Linked DNA regions of Rattus norvegicus: region 2 is linked to region 1. The links are chromatin contacts, called in public Hi-C maps. All regions are on one chromosome and are shown on one strand. The core of a region is the stretch at or near the end of the contact, and the rest is flanking DNA. Distances in the headings are between cores, read along the strand shown. Region 1 holds the start of Tmem175 (transmembrane protein 175). Region 2 holds the start of Atp5me (ATP synthase membrane subunit e).

The links. A called contact is a pair of places that touch in the nucleus more often than the background predicts.
Region 2: a Hi-C map of psoas muscle shows a contact between it and region 1, with 1.5 times the contacts expected there. The contact joins the promoter of Atp5me here to the promoter of Tmem175 in region 1. A contact is called at or near these places in 2 of 12 Hi-C or Micro-C datasets (the A7r5 cell line and psoas muscle).

The regions. Positions count from the first base shown.
Region 1 is chr14:1,232,396-1,235,381 of GRCr8, reverse strand. It overlaps Tmem175 (transmembrane protein 175), which reads left to right and starts at 1,364. Exons shown (of 11, transcript NM_001013991.1): 1 at 1,364-1,398. It overlaps Gak (cyclin G associated kinase), which reads right to left and starts at 1,110. Exons shown (of 28, transcript NM_031030.2): 1 at 862-1,110. The coding sequence starts at 1,006.
Region 2 is chr14:1,463,123-1,466,174 of GRCr8, reverse strand. It overlaps Atp5me (ATP synthase membrane subunit e), which reads right to left and starts at 1,315. Exons shown (of 4, transcript NM_080481.1): 1 at 1,265-1,315; 2 at 965-1,019; 3 at 666-764; 4 at 187-270. The coding sequence starts at 1,300. The coding sequence ends at 245.

The sequences.
Region 1 (2,986 bases), core at 115-2,614:
GGCTGGCGTCAAGACACATAACTATGGAATTGTCTATCAAGCAGGTTCCTAAAGGTTACACCAACGGGCTCTGCTTCCTGTAACTTATACAAGGTCACTACAGAAAAATTCAAGAGGTGAGGCAAACACTTAGGCCATAAAAGAAAAAGAGGCTATAGGGTCCCACAATCTATCCCCTACCTCCCCAAGCAAGGGAAGACTGTACAGGCCCCAGAACTCAGCACAAGCACTTCCACCTCAAGACAGTCCTCAGGATGCAACAACAACGCTGCATAGGATACAAAGAGTAACAACGGCTTATGACCCCAGAGTGACTCCGCTCTCCTCTTGACTCCACCTTTCAATCTTTTTGTATATGCCCCAGATACAGCTTTGGCGCTACGTAGAGGTGATCCCTCCAGTCCCAGGCCTCCTTTACTGGACAACCACCTGCTAGCATGTCCCTTGCACTAACTCTACCCACCAGGAAGTGTTCAACCCAGAAGTAGCCTATCCTCTGCAGTCACCACCAAAGGCCTTAACCCACTTTTCCCTGTGGGCTCCCTTCCTGGCAAGACCCCCTCCGTCCTGACTCACACACCCCGGCGGTGTCCCTTCGTAGCGATGACCTGATTTACATCCCAGCCGTGACTTTTCCGGCAGACTATGCCCAGAAAGATGACTCCCCGCGGCCCTGATCTGACCCACACCTCAGTCGTGACTCTCTCGGTCTCAGACTCGATTCACACCCTGGACACGATCCTCTTTGCTACCTAGGCCTAAAGCGGTGACCCTCGCGCGCCCTGACTTGAACCACACCCCAGCAGCGACCCTGCTGGGCAGCTTCTGCCTCCCGCGGCCTGGCGACGCCTTACGCCTCACCCTCGGCCAGGACCCGCCGCACCCGCAGACGCAGCTCGCCCAGCTCCACAGTCTGCCCCACGAAGTCACTCTGGTCACGGCCGGCAGCTCCGCCAAGAGAACCAGGGCCCGCCAGGAAGTCCAGTGCAGACTGCAGCAGCGACATGGCGACGGCCGCTTCGCGGCAGCGGGAGCCAGGCTCCAGCTCCGCACTGCCGGGTTAGCAGCTGCGGGCAACCAACCCGGCCATCTTCCGCCCGCGCCGTGACGTAAGTCAGAGAGCGAGTTGCGTCGCGACGCCGCGGCCCCGCCCTGACGCAGCAAGCGGAAGGGCACGTGTTTCTGCAGAGCCGGCAGCTGGCGCAGGCGCAGAGGGCGCGAGCCTACAGACGCCAAGCTCCTAGGAGGCACGGAGTAAGGGCCGTCGCCATCTGACCCTAACCTCGTCCGGTTGCTTCCGCTGGCCCGGGTCCAGCCTCGGTGGCTAGAGCGTCGCGGGACGTTGGGCGCGCGCTGCGGACAGCCCCAGAGCCCGCCGCTCGCGCCTGACGCCTCAAGGTAAAGCGAGGCCTGAAGCCCACTCTAGTGTCCCCTAATGCCGGGTTTAGGAGAGGAGGGTATCTTGCAGACAAGCAGCCAGATACTTATGTTTTGGCCCACACAGGTTTGGGGGAGGATGAACTAGTCGCTAGTATTAAGACTAAAAACCGTAAATTTAAAAGGGGAAAAAAAAAGCTTCACAACGTGTGTACAAAAGTCACCTGGCAGTACTGGACCCAGAATCCTGTTGATGTCAAACACTTAGAGCTGTCCATTTCAGGTGAGACAAAATCACGGGATTCCCCACCCGTCTCTGTACCTCCGTGATTTCTGAAGCCATATGACGCTGCTGAGCCTTAGATAAGAGTATGTGGTTTTGGACTAAAAAGTGGATCCTTAAGCCCAAATCACCATCTTAACTGTCCCAGAATTGTATGTTATTAAATATGCCTTTGGGGGACTCACCTGTTCTTCTGAGAGTCAAGTAGAAAAGAAATGAAGGATGATTGTTAGTATACAGTGAGATACGGGGTAGGTGAACAGTAGTTTCCTGAAAGTGGTGAAGTAGAAGCTGTGGATCACACCTGGAGGAATAAAGAGCTGATGAGGTAGAGATGGCAGTAACTGAGGAGATTTGTGGAGGAGAGTGTGGGAGCTAAAAGGGCAGTGTGGTGTTAACGTCTTAGATGGGAGACTTGAGCAGCCTAAAGTCAATGAGAGACACTAAAGGCTTCCCGGTACAGTGGAGAGGAGTACTGCTGTCTCTTAGAATAGCACAATAGACAGTCAAGTCACAACCAAATATAGGATATTTAGTGTTGGCATAGAAACAGCACCTTTCTGTAAGAGAAACACTTATGAGAGGCAGAGTGGAGGAAATAGGGCTTGCAGTTGCAGGTAACTATGTTTTTATTGGGATGAAGTTGAAGGGATATTTTTGGTGGCCTGAGATTTCACTATTTAGAAGGAAAATAAACGTGAAAGCAGGAGGAAAAGGTAGGGAACCCAAGGCTTAAGTAGCGTTCAAGAGACCTAAAACAACATCATGAGAAGCCTCATGAATAATTAATCCACTAGAGCGTATAATGAAACTTGATACCGCAAACTCTTGCTGGCATGACCTAGGACAAGTGGAAAATTCTAAATCGTGTAATTATAGATCATTTCTATGGCATCCTAGTAGATCCCAATTCAAGACCATCTTAACTGGTGCTACATCTTAGGGTCTCCTGGTGATCTCACCTCATGTATGAACACATACAAATTTAAAACTGAACCTGTGCTCTTACCCCACCAACACATTCTCATGTCGTAGGTTTCGTAGTAAAAGATACTGCCGAAGAGTAAGTTATTTTATAATGATGAAGGGATAAAGTCATAAAAAGGATGTGTCCATGCTGAAGAGATGGCTTGGTGACTTAGAATACTTGCAGAGTGCTAGGGTTCAGCTCCCAGCATCTACATGGTGGCTCACAACCATTTACAACTTCAGTCCCAGGGGTTCCAGTGCCCTCTTTAAACCTCTAGGATCTCAGCGTGCATGTGGTACGCACTGATATGTGTAGGTAGGCAAAAGTCACACACATAAACATTTTTTAATTTGAAA
Region 2 (3,052 bases), core at 66-2,565, 230 kb before region 1:
CAGTACTCCTCACATGCTTCTGAGCTTTACTTTGTATGTGTGTTGGGTAAGGATCATTAATTCCTTTGAAACTCCACACACCCCACCCCCACCCAAGCCCCTACAGGAGAAAAAGCCAGGATAGAACCACAGAGCTGGTGCCTAGCAGCAAACAACCAAGGCAGTAATGAGAGGAAGCCAGAGCATCACACAATGAAGCTTTATTCATCCTCAACGACAAGAGAAAAGCAAGATCACTGCCGCCTCACTTGAAAATGCTGACATCTTCAGCTGAAAAGTGAAAGGAGACCATGTTACACATCATACAGACTCGGGCCACCTTATGGGGGACTTCAGTTCTTAAACAATTCACAATCTAATTCCAAGGGAATCTAACTTCATCACTAAAACCATCCCTTGCATCCCCAACTGCCTTCTCCATCTGACTGGAATCTACAGGAAGTCAACAGAGAGGGGTCAGAGAGCCTGCTCAGCAGTAGCCTCTTGAAAGGAAAGGGAATTTGCAGATGCCACCCAAGAGAAGGGTAGTGTGCTTCCCCTGCTCCACAGGCTCTACGGAGGGCAGCACTGGACAAAAGCGTCACGGGATGAGGTAGCCCCTGGTCCACTAAACAGCAGCTACTTCCAGAAACCTCGTGGGTGTTGGGAGGGGCTAAAAACCATACCTTCTGCCAGTTCTCTCTCAATCCGTTTCAACTCATCTAGTCTCTTTTTTTCCTCCGCTGCTATTCTTCTCTCCTCCTCTGCCCGGGGTTTTAAGTAACCTGGGGAGTGGAAGCAATTAACTTCTTCCCTAAAAATGCTGCTTCGTGAAAAAGCCGACTCCAGAATCTCCGGATAGCTGTCCCCACCTGCTCCCCTCTGGCCTAGAATTATTTCCCTCCCGAGGAGGTGCTGGCCCGAGCAGTGTCACACAGCTAGGTGTCTCTCCCCGGAATCCCGCCCTCCCAATCCCCAAACTCACTGTAGCGCTTGGCGCCGTATGCCATGCCGAGGATCAGAGCGGAGTACCGGCCGAACTGCAGAACAAAACGTTAGAGCAGAAGGAACACCGGTGGGACAAGGGGATCGCAGGGTCGGAGATGGAGGAGGACTGGGAAAGGGAGCAATGGGCGGGTGTGTGTGCAAGGGTTGCAGGCCGGGGATTGCTTGGAGACCACAGCCGGCAGTCTCGAGGGTGGGCAATGCTAAGTCAGGGGAGGGGAAGGGAAAGGGGGCATACAAGGGCTGTGAGCACCGCGCAGTGACGGTGAAGGGGATTCACCTTGATGAGCGGAGAGACCTGAACCGGGGGCACCATTTTGTCCGTGACCTCCGCGCCGGAAGCTCACCTGGGGCGGAAGCCAGCAAGAACGCCAAGACGCCTCCTGAAGCCAGGAAAGCGCATGCGCCGTAGCGCAAATGCTTCCCCCTAGCGACTGGAGGATAGCAGTGCGTTCCCAAGAGGCTGGTTACCGCTTTCCCGTGCGAAGTCTCTGGGCTGTTAGTGCAAGATGGCTTCAGAAGGGTGGAGACGCAGAGCCTCGTTACTTCCGCATCGACGTGTGAAGAACCACAAGCCCTGGAATCCGTCGCCCACCTGTTGTGGACTAGACCAAGCAAACAATTCCTTCGTCTCTTGGAACAGACAAGAACACCTGGCCGACGGGGGCGGCCCAATGGATGCGGGGGGGGGGGGGGCGGAGGGGGGAGACAGGGCAGGAGATTACAGAACTTGTATTGGCTCTTCCTGAGAGGTCAGCAACCTTCCAGGGCTTTCCTGCAACTTCCAGCCTCGGACGCATATGTCCTCTGGCCAGTGTTTTCTCACCCAGAGTTAGTAACGCCCACCTCTGTATGTTTGGGGCCTTACAGGTATGGTCATCCAAATGGGGCTAACCCCTGGGTCTCCCTGCCCACACTCTCAGGAACACAGGTCCTGAGTCCTAATGACCTCATCTCCAGGCCTCGTGGGGATGAACCATGAGGCACCTAGATCGCCAAACTATCTTTCTGCAGTCCGTGTCCCTAGAGTGCGTACCTCTCTAGCAGCCATGCCCGTCTAGACCAGCAGTTCTCAACCTGTAGGTCATGATCCCTTTGGCAAACCCTTATTTTCAAAAATATTTACATTGTGACTCATAACAGTGGCAAGATTACAGTTATAAAGCAGCAATGTAGATAATGTTGTGGTTGGGGGTCACATAAAGAGCTGTATTAAAGGGCCACAGCATTAAGAAAGTTGAGAATCACTGGCCTGCACAGAAGTTGTCCAGGGATGGGGCAAGCAGGAGACAAGCTGATTACCAGCTGTGTCCATTACTGGCAAGCAGTCTCTGTGAACATCTGTCATGGTAAAGTTCGTAGCCACCCACTGAATGGCTGGCTTTACCCCAATGCCCCATAGTGATTTGAAATCTCCCTAAGGCTGTCGATTGAGCCATCTTCCTCAGTTTTGCTTTGTATCAGGGCTTGGAAAGGTACACAGTCTGTAGGGATGGGGTATGTTTTCCTGTCTCTTAAGTCCATATATATATGTATGTATATATATATGTATATATATATATATGGAGAACATAACTATGAATATAAAGTGGATAAAATGCAGCAATGAAAACTCCAGGACTCATAATAGGTGCTTAGCTCTCCTGGGCCGTCAGAAGAGGAGCCACACGTAGGTCCTGGAACTGTGCCTACTTTGGTCTAGAATCCAAGTCCTGGAACTCTTCTGTTGGAATCCTAGAAATTTTCCTAAACAGAGAAGAGAACGACCCAGGCCATGTGCACCACATACTCTTATCTTGCCTTTGGTACGTCTGATCTTCAGTTCCTCAAGCCCATCTCTACCTGAGCCACAGTGAGATTCCTGACCTCCTTCCGACTCACTGCTCCCCGAGGAAGCTGCAAAGGCATGCTGACCTACAAGGCACCAAATAAACTCTCTCACCTCTGTGGCCATCTGCACAACTGGTTAGATAACCTTGTGTGACCAAACAGGTTTCCCTCACTAAATCTTAAAATAAATCAGACTCCTTAGCAGCTCAGGCTTCCAGAACTGGACGTGACTCTGGGA